Linked DNA regions of Mus musculus: regions 1, 3, 4 and 5 are each linked to region 2. Evidence: chromatin contacts called from public promoter capture Hi-C data. All regions are on one chromosome and are shown on one strand. The core of a region is the stretch at or near the end of the contact, and the rest is flanking DNA. Distances in the headings are between cores, read along the strand shown. Region 1 holds the start of Mapkbp1 (mitogen-activated protein kinase binding protein 1). Region 2 holds the start of Zscan29 (zinc finger SCAN domains 29). Region 3 holds the start of Ndufaf1 (NADH:ubiquinone oxidoreductase complex assembly factor 1). Region 4 holds the start of Tyro3 (TYRO3 protein tyrosine kinase 3). Region 5 holds the start of Mga (MAX gene associated).

Region 1 (3,070 bases), core at 503-3,002, 1.2 Mb before region 2:
CATTTGTATCCAATACGTAGCTATATAGTACACAGGTACCTTCCTGTTTGAACACAGATTGTGCAAGTACCACTAAACTTTTTTGTTTGTTTTTTGTTTTTTCGAGACAGGGTTTCTCTGTATATCCCTGGCTGTCCTGGAACTCACTTTGTAGACCAGGCTGGCCTCGAACTCAGAAATCCGCCTGCCTCTGCCTCCCAAGAGCTGGGATTAAAGGCATGTCCCACCACCGCCCGGCCACTAAACCATTTTTTAAGGATCCTTCCCTCTAACTACCATTTTCCTCAGCAGTTCCTACGGTCTGGAATGGGGGACATGTCAGTGTACTGTTCTAGTTGGGTACAGGCCTTTTGGCTTAAGCTAGCCTTTTCAGAAGGCAGTTTTATTTTATTTAAAGAAATTATGTGTTTGGGTGTTTTGCTTGGTGCCTATGATGGAGGCCAAAAGAGGGAGACAAATCCCTGGGAACTGTTGTGATATGCCATAAGGGTGCTGGTAAATTAAACCTGAGTCTTATGAAAAGAAGCCAGCGCTCTTAATCACCAATCCATCTGTCCAGCGCTCCCCAACCCCCAAGGTAATTTCTTGAAGTAGTAGCTAGATGAAAAATTCTAGCCAACTTACAAATCTATGAAGCATGAGTATGTGGTATTTCCCCTATCTCCATGAGCTAGAACAAAACAAAACAAACAAAACCTGATAGCAGCAAACTTTGACATCGGTGTCAGCCCTAGGGGTGTTTGCAATTTTTGAAAAGACAGAAAAGATCTGGAGTAGCAAAAATACTGTTAATGCTGTTAACAGTATTTCTTGTTAAATGCTATAAGGACGTTGGCAGCTAAGGAAATGATGGATTATATCATGGGTGCCTTTTCAGTTCACAACCTACCCTAAGGCTCTATTTTGAGGCTTGAGTCTTCCATCACTGATAGATTAAGTTCAAAAGTGTGTAAATTGAGTTACTCTGCGTGAGTCATTGTGTTAGGCTGGCCGGAATCAGAAACGATTCCAACTGCGTTAAATCCCAGCACTTGGAATGGAAAGGAGTTCTTTTGGCAGCATCCCAAACCCCCCCCCTCCTTTTTTTTTTTTTTTTTTTTTTTTTTTATGAGTTAGGAATTAAATTTCAGCCGTAATCTCCTAGGCCCACCAAATATCAATCTTAGGCCTGGAGGCGTGGTTATCAAAGTTCTCTAAGAGGACCATGCCTGATAATACCGTAAAAGGCCAGGTTCTCTCAATTCTAAAGCAATATTACATTGACCTTCCTTTAGGAGCGGTACCCACAATTATACTGTGCAGAATCCGAGACCTCTGCGTTCTTGGTTCATTCCTTGGTTCCGCCCCCATAGGCATCAGTCGTCCAATCGGGAACCAATCTGCCACAGACCGCACCCCCTTTACTAGGCCCCGCCCTCCCAGCGCAGCTCGGCCCAGGCTCTAGTTCGCGTTTTGAGCCGCTGGTGCCACCATAGCTACTGCTGCGGCTGCGGCAGCAGAGCTGAAGCCGTCGATCGCGATGCCGGAGGGCGCTGTGAGCTGGGCCCCAGCGAACGGGGGCGCTGACGAGTAGTAGGGTTTCTGAAGTAGGCAGTGGGTGTGGGGGGCTAAAACGGAGCTCCCAAGACTCGGGTGCGGGAGGGAGCTTCTCGCATCGGCTCGGGCCAGCGTGAGCCCGGCGGCCAGCTCGGTGCTTCGGCCCCTTGCCCAGTGGCTTCGGAGGCCTCCTCCCTTGGACACCTCAGTTACCATGGGAACACTTGGGCTGTAACCGGCGCCCGACTGGTCACTAGTTCATCCGATTCTTCAGTTAAACGCCTCTGGCAGGTGTGGGCCTGACATTTCTTCACTCCAGGGGTCGTCCTCCCCTTGTAAAAAAAAATCTAGCAGGCTAGGGTGGGGATGGGGAGTGGGAAAGCGCAGGGCAATGCCCAGAGTAAGAGTTGGTGACAAGCAGAAGACACCTACTGTGATGATAAGGTTGCTTCTGCCATCTCAGGCCAGTGAAAGTGCATATCCGAAGGCTGTGTTGAACGAGAAGGCAGTACCGCTGTTGAGACAAGTCCAAAGGCTAGGCCAGGGACTGTCCTTAGGGGCTCCTCGTTATGATGGCTGGAGAAGGGTCAACCATTACTAGCCGTATCAAGAACTTGCTGAGGTCTCCATCCATCAAATTACGCAGAAGTAAAGCAGGAAACCGGAGAGAGGACCTCAGCTCCAAGGTGAGTCCTGTTGGGAGCCACCTCTTACCTACTCTGTCCTCTCCTGCACTTCGTTCCTTTTTTTTACCTTTCTCTTTCTTGAGGGGCAGGAAGGGGGTGGAAGAATGAAATTTCTCTGTTGGCTTTAAAAGATCATATACGCTTATCTTTGACGACCTGATTTGAAGTTGGAAGAACAGCAGGCGTGGGTGGGCATGCTGAGACGCAGCCATGGCTTGAAGAAGGGCATAGGAAGGCAAACTGGGTTTAACAGGGCCTCAGTTTAAACTAAGTGTGTGCTTGGGAAACAAGTTGACATTTTATGACTCAGTTTCTCTTCTTAGAAGAGTACAGTGAGATCACATATTCTGTAAAGGACCTAGCTGTGACTAATGTATTAGTGTAACAGTTGGGGTTATAATGCCAGACTGTACAACAGAAAGAATATACTAATACACTTCATCTAAGAGAGCAAAACAATTTTTTGACAAGCTTAGTGATGCATGCCTGTAATCCCAGCACTAGGGAGTCAGAGGCAAGTTCAGCCTGGTCTATATAACAATTTCCAGGGGGAGCCAGGGCTACATAGTGATACCCTGTCATGTTCAAAGATGTAGAAGATTGGGCTGGCAAGATTGGACTGGTAGAGACCTTTGCCAACAAGCCTGATCTGATTTTGATTCCTCGGACCCACATGGTGGAAGGAGTAAACCAACTCCTGGAAGTAGTTCTCTGATCTCCACATGTGCATGCACATATGCAGGGGAAGAAATAAATGTAAAATGGTTTATCTCTTTAAGATACTTAAGTTGCTGGGCTAGAGCGATGGCTCAGTGGTTAAGAGCATTGGCTGCTCTACCAGAGGTCCT
Region 2 (2,868 bases), core at 326-2,825:
ACTGCAGAAAGATCAAACAGAAACCCAAATAGCAGCTGGAAAAGAAACTTCCCCCATTTTTTCTCTTAAGAAACTGAAGTGAAAGACTTACTGTAACAGAGTAGGCATCTCCAAGCAAGCCCTACCTGAAAAAGTAACCCTTCCAGATCAGAAGTATCAAAATCACCAAACCTCTTTACATCCGACTGATCTTAAACTGCCCCTCCATCCTTGTCTCTCCCCAGCCACACACTTCTGACTGTATTCCCCCTCCTCCTCACCGAATGTCCAGGTCTTCCAGACTCTCTTTCTAAATCTTCCACCAGTGTCACCGCCTCCTCTCCATTTTCTGGACATTGCTTCTGTACCCAGTTCTGGATCTCCACAGGTAGCACAGTCAGGAATTGCTCTAGCACCAACAATTCTACAATCTGCTCCTTGGTCCGCACCTCCGGCCTTAGCCACCGACAGCAAAGTTCCCATAGTTGGCTGAAAGCCTCCCGGGGCCCAGCCACCTCCTGGTAATGGAATCTTCTGAAGCGCTGTCGTAAGCTTTCAGAGCTTGTGCCATTTCCTCTCCGAGTGGGTTTGGCCATCTTTCACAGCAGAAAGCCGTTTCTCTCCTCACTGTCTGGGTTCTAGGACTTATTACACTATCTTTGCATGCCCTTGGAGAAACACCTGCAGATGAGTCTCTCTGTAAAAAGGAGTTTTATCCTAGAGTAGAGAGAAATGGCGCTATCTGAGGAGAGTATCTTTACATGTTTAAAACCTTGTCAGAGCCGGCCTGACTTTCAATATGCTCGAAGTGGCCTTCTGAGGCAGTACCTTTTCAGGACAGCAAATCAATAGGCAAGGTGAAAATGACCTTTTAAAAACTGCATTTCTAGGTGACGTTTAGAGTATCCCCAGGAAGTTGCAGAGAAAAGAAAAATCTGTCCGCTTCGCTCCCACCTCAGGTAAATCATTAGCGCCCCAGATCAAATCGGTCAAAACGTTTGGCGAACGACAACAAAAAGCCTCTGTCCAGCGAGCGCCGGCTATTCTCCCCTAGAACCACCGCCGTCCTTCCAGAAGCTCCTGGTGTCTGCCCCGCCCCTTGAACACCAAACTACAAATTTCCACCCCGAACCAAAGTCAAGTGCCGAACACTGGGTCTCTTGCTCGCGCCTCCCGAACGAAGTAAGAACTCGGCAAGAGTTCCGGGGCGACAGATGGGGAAGGTCGCGCACCGGGGGAGCCGACTTGGGCTTCTAAATTGAGGTGGACTAGGGGAGAGTTACAGGAGTTGGTGAAGCGAGGAAGCTCGAGGGGCGGCAGTGGTGGGTCTCCTGAGAACGAGGCCGATGCGGGCCGGTGCTGCGAGTCCGTGGGCTTCGAGCACAGCTCCACAGCGGCGGCTGCCAAGTTCCAGCTTTGTTTTCTTCCCTCCGGCCGGGTCACTCTGGGAGACGTCGGCAGTCGGTCAAAATGCCACAGACCCTGCCAAGGCGTCCTGAGGACTCCCGCCGGCCCACCCCAGGCCGCGTCTCTCTCAACCAGCTTCTCAACTCACTCTCATCCCTTCCCCTCCTGGGCTAGCCTCAGTCCCGCTCTCAAGCCGGAAGTCCGAGCGGGCTTCTCCTGGAGCCCAGGACGCATGCGCGACGGCACCGGCGCCTCCTCGCGGCTCCGCGGCGGGAGCGAGGCGGTGGGCGCCTGGGCCGCGCGCACTTCCGGGATGCGGCGCGCGGCTCTGTGGCATCTCCTCTCCCGGTGGACTGCGGGGATTCAGGGCAAGAGATTCCGCTGGGTGTGAGGGGTCGCCCGGAGAGGCGCTGAAAAGAGGAGGTGGTAGATCTAGGGACTCCCGAGCCGCCCTAGAAATGATTCACGAACTGCTCTTGGCCCTGAGTGGGTACCCAGGGTCCATTTTCACCTGGAACAAGCGGAGTGGCCTGCAGGTATGCAGGGGGTCAGAGACGAGTCGCTTGCCGCGCGGCGGGTGCAGCTGAGCCGCAGCGAAGGGGCGGGACCCGGGGAACTCCAACCGACCGGCGCCCGCGAGCGGGGAGAAACCGAGGGCCAACCCTACGGAGCTCCGGCTATGGGGGCCCTGCGGTCCCGCGACTCCTGCTAGAGAACCACTAGGAGTGGATAGAACCACACTTCTTTTCACTGCATATGAATTTGTTGTTAAACTGAATCCCTAAATGTGTAGCTGGAATTAGATGATAGTTATTTGAGGGAAAAGGGGGAGGGATAGGGAACTCTTGCATTGATTCAAATTGAATTTTGAAAGTAGTGGAAATGTATACAAAGCGCTCAAGACACAATACTCAGTAAATTGTGTTGGATGAAAAAAATGAATTTGTAAACATATGGTGTTTCCCTCCTTTCTTCGAAAATTTCTGTACCAGGTGAAGAACTTGAGAGGGGGTTTTTCCTGTAATTAGAAGAGTATAACAGGAATGTACCCGTTAGTTGTTTTCTCTTCCTCTCCCCCTCTGTTCCTTTATCTCCCCCAACCCCCGTGAGAAGCCCAGATATAGCGTGATACTCAATATTTTGCCGAAACTAAATTGGCAACACTGAGTTTAATAGCCAGGCGTAGTGTTTGTGCCTGTAATCCCAGCCTTTGGGAAGTTGAAGCAGGATTATTGGTGTGATTCAAGTCCAGCCTGGGCTTCACTGTGGAACCTTCTCTCAAAAAAGAAAGCAAGAAAAGAAGGGAACAGAGGGCAGAGAAAGGCAAAGAAAAGAATGACAACTACAAATGTGTCTAAGTGTGTTGTGTAAAATGGTATCAGTGACTTCAAGGTGGAGTTGACTTTTTCACAGTAATTAAGCCTAAACTAGAATTTTTTTTTTTAAAACTAGAGTATGTGTCTATGTTGTATGAGTGTGGGC
Region 3 (2,907 bases), core at 374-2,873, 1.5 Mb before region 2:
TGACACATGCCTGTAACCCTAGCACTTGGAAGACAAAGGCAGGACAATCAGGAGTTTAAAGTCATCTTCAGCTACATAGCGAGTTCAAGGCCACTTGGCCTACAAGAGACCTGTCACTAAACAAAACTGCCATGATGAGAAATGCAGCCTTAGCTTCACAGAGCTGATGATCGACCCCAAATAATTCACGTGTGCCACAAGCTACCTTGAGAGGCTGTGTCAACTTTAAAGCAGATTTTCCTTGTGTTTTTAAAAATTATTTATTTTACCATAAAATATATTTATCATATATTTTACCCGCTGAGCCATCTCTCCAGCCCCCCCACCCCCCCACTGAAAGTATCTTAATGGTTGACTATTCAATGTTGTACGTCCAGGTCCCAGTATGAAGCTCAGTATCCTGAAAACTTATTATTTGTTGAACCAACAGCTTCATAATCCTTTATCTCTGTCACAAGCGTGAGGGTTTACATGCCTATATAATTCCCTCTAACAAGGGGCTTCTTAAACTTTATAGTCCCTTTAAATCATCTGGCAGTTTTGATAAAATGGGCTTCTAATAAAGTAGACACAGGCCTTGAATCAAAGTCTCCTTCCTCAACCTAAGTGTTAAGATTACAGACATTTGTTACCATGCCCAAATATATGCTGTACTTTTTCTTCTTTTTGATAAGGGTCCCATTTGACACAGGTTGGTCTTGAACTCCTGATCCTCCTGCCTCGACTCCCAGGTGATGGCCCATCAGCTCATGGAGAACACTTTTTAAATATCAAAGTCCCGGTAAGATTTGGGTGCACCCTACAAAACCCAGCACTTGGGAAGTAGGGAAACAAGGATCAGGAATTTAAGGTCATCTTCTGAAATGTAGAAAGTTCAAGGGTAAGGTGGACATTATGTGACCCCTTTTCGAAGAAAAAAAAGAAAGCAAAATTATAAAAAGACAAAAAATTTTGATAAGGAAAAGGACTTAAATAAGTAAGAAGGTAAAATGGTGGGATTATAAATAACATTATTTAACCCTGTTTTCCAAACATTCAGACGTCTTATTACTTTTCTAACAATACTACAACTTCGTGTTTTGTTTAATAATTTCTTACAAGAAACTCGGTCAAACTCAGTAACCGGGTGACGTCGGTCCGAAGCTAACTGTGAGTTTTTAATAAGATATTCACACCGCTCCTAGCAGTATGACTGTACTACTGAGTACAGAAACGACTGTTCAACCTAGGGCTTCCCATGTGCCAGCAACTATTCTCCGTGTGTTTTTACTGACTTCTCACGATAATCCTGACCCTGAGACAGGTACTTCTAGTATTATTCCAATTACAAAGACTAAAAAAAAGGAGATTCCACAATTAAATAATTATTCGAGGTCACACACCAGAGACCAAACTCACTCTGAAGACCAGGCGTTCACCTCTCGGCAGGCGCGGGGTTGGTCACGTCCCAGCCTCCTGAAGCTAGGCGCTCCCGAGGAGTGGCAGCCCCTCGACCCTCACCTCACCCGCCAGGACTCTTCCCGACCTCCTCGTCCCTGCAGTTCCCACCTATGAGAAGGTTCCGCTCACCTTCTCAGACCCCACATTCGGCTTCCCCCGAATAGTCCTTCTACTTTTCTCGCCCGGTTCGCCACGCTTCCGGTTGTGGTCCCGCTACTTTTCCTGTCCGACATCAAACTAGGTGTACAGTAAACAAGAGCTTCAGATAGTTCAAGAGTAACGGAAAGTATCCTAAAGCGTAAGACAACCGGAGGCTTCAGGTCCTCAAAATTCCCCAGCGGGGTCGCTTTCTGAAATGTCCTGTCATTTGTGAGCCAGCTCTTCGCTCAGCTTCTTGTACCCCGCCCCCGTATGTAAATACCAATCCTCTTTTAAACAGGATCTCTGCACTGCTATCGCCTCTTCACTTCTAGATGCCTGGCCGCTTGGGCCTCTTCTTCCCTGTAGTCCCTTGAGAACTGTCTGCTGCGTGACTTTAGAAAGCCACTTAACTGCCTTTGGAGAGCCACTGTACACCTAGATAGCTATCAATCCTGGCTTTCCTCAGTCGTGCCCCTATGTAATCCACACAACAGAGCTTGTGCACACTTCGATTAAAATGTTTTCCAACTTGGGGTTCACAACCTGTGTCCCAAGTCAGCCCCAATCACCCATCCTCAGTAGGCCAGTTAAAAGAGCCAAATTAAGAAGTAAAAGTAAGCCTGACATGGTAGTCCATACCTTTATTCCAGCTCTGGGGAAGCAGGGGTATTTGTATCTCTGGGAGTTCCAGGCCATAATTTCCTGGTAGCTATCTAAGTATAGGTATATAGGTATAAAGGTGTGTGTGTGTGTGTGTATGTGTGTGTGTGAGAGAGAGGGCGGGGGGGAGCACCACAGTCCCTCTAATCACGTTCAACTTTCATCCCATAGAAAGGTTGAGGCCCCTCACTCTTCCAATAAAACAGTCTCAGCCTTTTGAGTCTGTCTCTTCGCCTAATTTTTCTTATAAGAACTGTGAAAATCTGTTTCCCAGAGACAATTTGGGGGGTTGGTTGGTTGGTTGGTTTTTGCTTTTTCCTTTTCCTACTTAAGATTCCTTGGGAAGCTCCCATTTCTTTGAGGTTCGTTATTGAAATAATCTGATAGATTGAGAGACACAAAATGTCTCTTTAGAGTATCTTTATTTTTGTTAGGCTGGTTCCTGCACATATGTAAGTGCAACATGTGTACTTTGTTCCCTCGGGGGCCTGAAGGTATCAGAACCTATGAACTTAAAATTGTAGGCACCATGTGAATGCGGAGAACCAAACCCTGAAAGTGTTCTTAATCACGGACCCATCTTTCGAACCCTCATCAGCTGCTTTTTACCTCTACTTGGTGAAGCAGAAAATCAACTTGGGGCTTTGTTGTGGATTCTTGAGAAAA
Region 4 (3,187 bases), core at 271-2,770, 1.4 Mb before region 2:
ATATCAGCTCAGGAGTGAAGAACAGGAAGTAGAAGCTGTGTTTGGTCTCTAGATTGAACATCTTCCGGGAATACTCTGTGCCAGGTTAATTGAAATAAAGAGAAGGGTCCCCTTTACTGGAGACAGCGTAGAACAGTTCTGGCTTCCGTTCCAGACTGTCTGACACTCAAAATTCCAAAGCTCTGGAAAAGAGCAAGCTTGTGTGCTTTTCTTTTCTTTTTTCCCCCTTCAGGAAAGCGTCCTGGAGCCATCCTAGAGTTCCCAAGAAAATTGGCAGAGCGCTCAGCAGGAAGTCAGGCCCCTCCGATCCAACTGTTGACCAGACTTGCCAAGAGTCTTCCTATCCTGCCGCCTGGGGGCGCCCCCAGCTGGGTCTGCGGCTGCCGCCAGCACTGCTGTTATCATTAAGATAATTAATAAACAAGCACTGGTGGGCCAAGTGGAGGAAGAGGGAGGCTCCTGCTGCTCAGGAGAATCCCTGGAAAGATCCAGTGAGTATGGGACGTCTCACTGGCTAGTTCTTTCTCCCCATCCAGGACCCCTGGAAAGCGCCTGTTGTGGGTTGTCCTCCAGGGGCCAAGAAGAGGTGAGGACAAGAGGAGGACTTGGCAGGTGCGATTTGGAACCAGCTCTGCATCTTCCTGACAGGATGTCTGTGGGCAGGCCACCTCCAGTGATTACTGGTTGTGGAGCAGGCAATTATTCATTCTTTTAACAAGGATCTGCCTATTTATTTATGGAGTGCCTACTGTGCGCAAGGTGGTCTACTAATAATAGCAGATGTTTCACTAGCTAGTATGAAGACAATGCCAATGTTCACACTATGTCCCAGAAGTGGAGGGGTGGAAAGAGGAAGCAAGAAAGAAGAATGATACCCTCGAAAATCACGGTGATTTTGCTTTGGCCTTCGTAGGCTAGCAGTGGGGATGGACACCTAAGAATTACGAAACAGATCTTGGAAAACTCTAGATGGACGACAAACTGGAAAACACTCTGGGAAGATGGGCTGGGGAGAATGGTCTTTCGATAGGAGAATACTTGGCGATTAAAGGTAGGCTACAAAGATCGAAAAAGAAAAAAAAAACTGGGTGAAAAGCTCAAGCAAAGAGGTACAGGGATGCTAGTAGTTTCTCGGGGAGCTGTTCCAGCCGTCTTGGGGACACCTGAGGGTTGCTGTGTCTAGTAGGTGCTTTGTGTTCTGAGAGGGCTGTGTCGGAGTCTGAGGTCAGGATTTAGAACAGTGTTGGGGTGTGGCAGGAGCTTCCAAGAGGGGTTCTGAGGAGAGGATGGGGTGCCCCGCTGGAGACTGGAAAGTATTTGGGGAAGGAGGGGCGTGGCCGGGTGCCTGTCCAGGGAGCGAGGCAGGTCCTCCGCAGCGGCAGCGGAGTGGCCAGGGCGCGGGTCCCGCTGCGCCTTCTGGAGGTGGGCGGGAGGTCGGGCGGTAAGGGCTGAGGTTAGCGCTCGGCTCTCGCCACCGGGGCTGCGCGGGGGAGGGGGAGGGCGGCACGAGCTCCGCGGAGGGCGGGCGGGCGGGCCGGGAGGAGGCGGCGGCTCGCAGAAGAACATGAATCAGCGGCGGCGGCGGCGGCGGCTGTGGAAGGAGCGCGGTGGCCCAGCCGCAGCCCCGGGGACTCCTCGCTGCTGACGGCGGTGGCCGCGGCTCTAGGCGGCCGCGGGTCCGGGACGCCCGGGCCGAGCGCCGCCCCCCGCCCCTCCCGCGGGCCTCCCGCCCCTCCTCCGCCACCCTCCTCTCTGCGCTCGCGGGCCGGGCCCGGCATGGTGCGGCGTCGCCGCCGATGGCGCTGAGGCGGAGCATGGGGTGGCCGGGGCTCCGGCCGCTGCTGCTGGCGGGACTGGCTTCTCTGCTGCTCCCCGGGTCTGCGGCCGCAGGTAGGGGTGGCCCGGGAGGCGGCGGGAAGCGGGGGGCTGCTGAGCCGCACGACTGAGGGGCGCAGCCCGGGGACGGCAGCGGGCGAGACCCGGGCCTGGGCCGGCCAGAGGTTGGGGTCGGTGGCCGGGGCTGGAAGGCCGAGACTAGGACGCAGCGGGTGTTGGCTGCCAGACCTCCGGCCGCGGCCCCCGCCCCCAACTTTCTCGCGCCCGGGGCTGGCTGGGTGCAAAGGAAGGGAGTGGGGGGTGTGGGCAGTCGGGGGTGCTTAGGACTGTATTTTCCCGCCTCTATGTTCCTAGTAGTCTGCTCCCTTTTCCCCAGTCCTAAGGACCCATTCTGCCTTCCGCACACCCCCGAGGTCCCACTTTGAAACTACAGGATCTGGGTTTGAGCACCCAGGGTTGTGAAGGTGCTGGATTCTAAAATACCTCTGCCCGTACTCTAGTTCCTGTGGCCCTTGGCGCTCCCGGAAACCCGAATGTTGAGTAGCTTGGGTTGGGTGAAGGTTACTGCTTCTTGTGAAGATTAGCTTTACGTTGCCACACAGCCACAGAGGCATTTCCCCGAGGCAGGAGGGCAGCACCTTTGCCTTCAAGTTCACACGCACACATCAGGGTGCAGAGGGGTGTGAAGCTATGTCTCCTTGTCCTGTGAGGGTGAGTGGGAAGGGTAGAGAGACAGGCGCCCCCCCCCTCCCCCGGCAGCAGCCATCCAACAAGCATTTCTTAAAAACTGAGTTCTTTGCCACATTAGCCTTGAAAGGAAAGGAAGCTAAAGAGTGGAAAGTATATGCAGGCTCCGAGGTGCGTATCAGATGCTCAGAGAGCCCAGGAATTTACCTAGGGTTACACAGTAAGGAGCAGAAAGAACAGGTCTGGATTTCCTTTATGCAGATTCTTCACCTGCCCATCTGTTTAATACATGCCAGGAGGGTGTGTGTGTGTGGGCGTGTGTTTGTGTGTGTCTACCCTTGCCTGAAGAGGGTAAGATTTTAATAAGTGGGCCCTGTTGATGCCACAGTAGCTCCGGGGTCTTGGGGCTTCTGCTTAGGGCCCCACCCCTCCCTTCTGCCTCCCGTCTTCCTAGCACCCGCCCCAGCACACATTCAGGTATTAATAGAGCAGGCGGCTGCCAGGAAGGCTGCCATGTGTTTGATCTGACGTGGTTTTGTAGCCATATGTTCTCCACTTCAGGGGAGCATTCCCTCCTTCCCTCTTCTCAACCTCCCTTCGTTTTACAGGGTGGAGTCAGGGATACTAGCAGCAGTTCGTGGGCTTGACTGACACCCTGGGCAGA
Region 5 (3,144 bases), core at 615-3,114, 1.3 Mb before region 2:
GGTCTTCAGAGAAAACAATGAGAAAGCCCTGAATGTGAGGGCAGACATTCTTAGGATTTTGGGAAAGTGATTGACAATATGCTCAGGAAACTAGCTACTCAGTAATGAAAATCAGTAATTGTTGAAAATTGAAATCTGGTATTTCATGTTTGCTTGGAGCAGGGAAAGAGCACCAAAGAGCATTTCTGTTGTACTTTCCCATGCAAGTTGTTCTCGTAGATTTTTCCAATTAGAGATGCTATTTGGGTTGTCTTTTTTTGAGATGCTACCGAGTCATTCATACCTTAGGGGCAGACATTTTACTAGTAAATAAACTCAAATTTTAGTCTCAGAAAAATGAGATTTTTTTGAGAAACCATTATAACCCTCGAGAAGGCATCTTGGTTTAGTAGGAAAGGTTCTTGAGTCAGAGAAGAGGAACGTGTTAAAGAAATGGTTTTCAGTCTTCTAAGATCTTGAATGGTTTTCCTGAATCATGGATTTCAGAAGTCTGTAAACTTTAGTTCAGTTTCTGCCTATGTGTTGCGTATCTCCTCAGGAATAAATAGCTAAGTGAAACGAAGCAAGTCAGATCAACCCTGTTGGCTATCCTTGTCCTTCCTCTTGGCTCCATCCTTACATTCTTGGTTTCCTTCAAAGTGTTTGTATTGTCACTTAGCACAAAATAAGTTTTTCTATTATCTCTTGAGAGTGAAAAGTTTGGGAATATGGACTGCATTTTATGTTTTCTACTTAATTATTTCGTAATTACTCCTTTTCACTTTAAACATTTACTGGTAGGTTAGCAGCATGAAAGTAGTAAATGGTAGAGAAAAAAACCTAAAATTTTTGATGTTTGGTTGAGAATTATTGCTCTCTGACTTAGTTTGGCAATTGTCTGACATACTTGTTGGTTAATGTTTTCTTTACATTTTTAAGCTTCATTGTCTTGAAGAAGCAACAACAACAACAAAAATATACATTGTTGGTTAATGTTTTCTTTACATTTTTAAGCTTCATTGTCTTGAAGAAGCAACAACAACAACAAAAATATTCTTGACCATTTCTTTTTAAGACATCTTTCATCTTGGTATCAGGCAATTTAGTGGCAGCTCTTTTTCCTTTATAGAACCTTTCTTTGCTTTGCTTTTCATTCCAGCACGGTGTCTTGGCAGCCTAGCCTACTCTGGAACGTGAACTCACTATAGAATTCAGGTTAGCCTCGAACTCGCAGCAATCCTGCTTCAGCCTCAGTGTTGAGAATATAGGCATAAACTTCCATTCTCTGCGCTCAACAAGGCTTTCTCGAATTTTCCTAGTGTTCTTTGTTGGCGAATATTGGAAAATTGCTTACTCTTCTTTCGTGGTGTTTGCTTCAAGCTTTTCCAGTGTTCTGGTACTTTCCAACCCCATAGCACTTTGTACAGGAGGTCCTCCGTTTTTTTTTTTTTTTTTTTTTTTTTTTTGAAGGATTTGCGAAGCCAGGAGGTCTATGAAGCTTCATGTGGGTGGGGCTGGGTACGGCAGGGGCGGGGCCGGTGAGAAGTCTCTGGGAAAGGCTGAAGAGTCTTGTTGGGAAAGGCCTGGAGGGCAGTGGTTTCAGAATTTTCACGAAGGCTTCGAATACAGGATTGAGCGTATTGTGTACCTCTCTCCTGTCTCTCCTTTCCTGATTCTGGAAGCTTCATAAGTTCTTTCTGGATTACTAAAATGCGAAAAGGCTACGGCTTCGGCTCCGTGGGCGGAACCCAAGGGTCCTGACGCTGCTCCGGGCTGTTTGGCCTCCTGATGTTGGGGGAGGGGCAAAGAGGTGCTGCTCGCGCCTCCCTATGCGCCTGCGCGGTCGGCTCCAAGCTGGTAGGAGCGCGTGCGCAGTGACGTGGACATCCGGTGCGTGCGCAGGCTCTTCAGCTGAAGCGGACACACGGTGTGCGAACCCTTCAGAATAACCCTCCCCTAGAGGGATGTGAAGGACTCGGGGTGAGGCCGGCCACGCCCCGCACGGTAACTCTCGGGCCTGGGTGGAGGGCGTCGCTTCAATAGTGGCCCGATTGGAGTTTTTTTGAGTTTAAACCACTTGTGTATTTGAACGGCTTGCCCAGCGTTCCGCAGAGAGAGCTTCGCACGCCTGGGCCTGGCTGGGCCTTACGCTGTGCAGCCTTTGGTCCCTTGAGCGAGTTGCGCATGTCATCTCGCACGCCTCCCCGACCTCACTTCCGTGTCGCTCGGAGAACTAACTAGGAACATCGACGCCGGAGACCGAGACCACGAGGCGGGCGGGGTGAGAAGTGCCTACGGCACGGCCCTGCCCTCGCGTGCGTGGGGTGTTGAACAGCATGGCACGTTCCGCGTGACGATTTCTAGCCTGGTTATCGATGGAATAAGCACAGGTTTTAAGAGTTCAGCTCTCTGAGTTTCAACTCTCCGAGGGAAACAACCAATGTCTGTTTCTCCAAGGAACTGGATGCAGTGTTTTGACACCTATTCAAACATTTCCTAGCGTGTAATTTCGGGTCAAATTGAGGCAAGGCCCCGAATTTAATGAGGGGGCGATGAGTGAGTTGAATGAGAGTGAGAACTTTGTAAACAAAGGAGCTGTGATTTGTAAGTGCTAATTCGAAGGCGGAGAAAACAGGTAGGGAACAGGTGGTGGTTCCTTTTTCTCTTTCTGGGGTAACCTGACTGGTTTTCTGTCCATAGGACTTCCCGTTTCTGTTGAATTTTCAAGTACGTCTTTGAGTCGAGTGTAAGGTGCGCAAGGGCATTAGCCTTCTCTTTCGTTCCCCAAGAATGTCTCTTTTTCTCTGGCAAAAGGATGGTAGCAGGCATGGGTGAAGAGTGCCTGAAGAGTGGCTTGATTAGTAGAACGGGAAAAATCTCCGTCTGAGGGAGACCCACTCTTGTTCGCGTCGCCGAAGCCGACACGTGGATCTTGAGAAGTTAGGGCTCACTTATGCTCAGTCTGTGGGTGTTGTTGAGCTTGCCAAGCTTGCGTGTCCAAGTGCTTGGTCAACTCTGCCTGTCTTGCTGGCTTTTTGCGCACGACGCTGCTGCAGTTAAGGTGCAGGAGAGTAGCGAGAGGACTGCTGGGAAATGGGCTGGCGGGGTGACTAGTTGTGTAGTCTCCAAGGTAACCGAAAGCGGCTGAACAGCCTTAGGAACACA

Evidence for each region. Promoter capture Hi-C pulls out the DNA fragments that hold promoters and counts their contacts.
Region 1: a promoter capture Hi-C map of liver shows a contact between it and region 2, with 5 times the contacts expected there. The contact joins the promoter of Mapkbp1 here to the promoter of Zscan29 in region 2. A contact is called at or near these places in 4 of 39 promoter capture datasets (liver, neutrophils and pre-B cells), 2 of 115 datasets of contacts at active chromatin or transcription factors (astrocytes and embryonic forebrain) and 1 of 9 other capture datasets (liver).
Region 3: a contact with region 2 is called in a promoter capture Hi-C map of liver, with 6 times the contacts expected there. The contact joins the promoter of Ndufaf1 here to the promoter of Zscan29 in region 2. A contact is called at or near these places in 3 of 39 promoter capture datasets (erythroid cells and liver) and 1 of 115 datasets of contacts at active chromatin or transcription factors (thymic regulatory T cells).
Region 4: a contact with region 2 is called in a promoter capture Hi-C map of liver, with 5 times the contacts expected there. The contact joins the promoter of Tyro3 here to the promoter of Zscan29 in region 2. A contact is called at or near these places in 2 of 39 promoter capture datasets (liver and pre-B cells).
Region 5: a contact with region 2 is called in a promoter capture Hi-C map of neutrophils, with 3 times the contacts expected there. The contact joins the promoter of Mga here to the promoter of Zscan29 in region 2. A contact is called at or near these places in 1 of 39 promoter capture datasets (neutrophils) and 1 of 9 other capture datasets (adipose tissue).

What each region holds. Positions count from the first base shown.
Region 1 is chr2:119,970,947-119,974,016 of GRCm38.p6, forward strand. It overlaps Mapkbp1 (mitogen-activated protein kinase binding protein 1), which reads left to right and starts at 1,753. Exons shown (of 30, transcript NM_011941.3): 1 at 1,753-2,222. The coding sequence starts at 2,106.
Region 2 is chr2:121,169,550-121,172,417 of GRCm38.p6, forward strand. Zscan29 (zinc finger SCAN domains 29) reads right to left here and starts at 1,576. Exons shown (of 5, transcript NM_001290819.1): 1 at 261-1,576. The coding sequence starts at 575. It overlaps Tubgcp4 (tubulin, gamma complex associated protein 4), which reads left to right and starts at 1,619. Exons shown (of 18, transcript NM_153387.3): 1 at 1,619-1,922. The coding sequence starts at 1,845.
Region 3 is chr2:119,661,211-119,664,117 of GRCm38.p6, forward strand. Ndufaf1 (NADH:ubiquinone oxidoreductase complex assembly factor 1) reads right to left here and starts at 1,624. Exons shown (of 5, transcript NM_027175.4): 1 at 1,399-1,624.
Region 4 is chr2:119,797,994-119,801,180 of GRCm38.p6, forward strand. It overlaps Tyro3 (TYRO3 protein tyrosine kinase 3), which reads left to right and starts at 1,521. Exons shown (of 19, transcript NM_019392.2): 1 at 1,521-1,890. The coding sequence starts at 1,797.
Region 5 is chr2:119,895,364-119,898,507 of GRCm38.p6, forward strand. Mga (MAX gene associated) reads left to right here and starts at 1,865. Exons shown (of 24, transcript NM_013720.2): 1 at 1,865-1,983.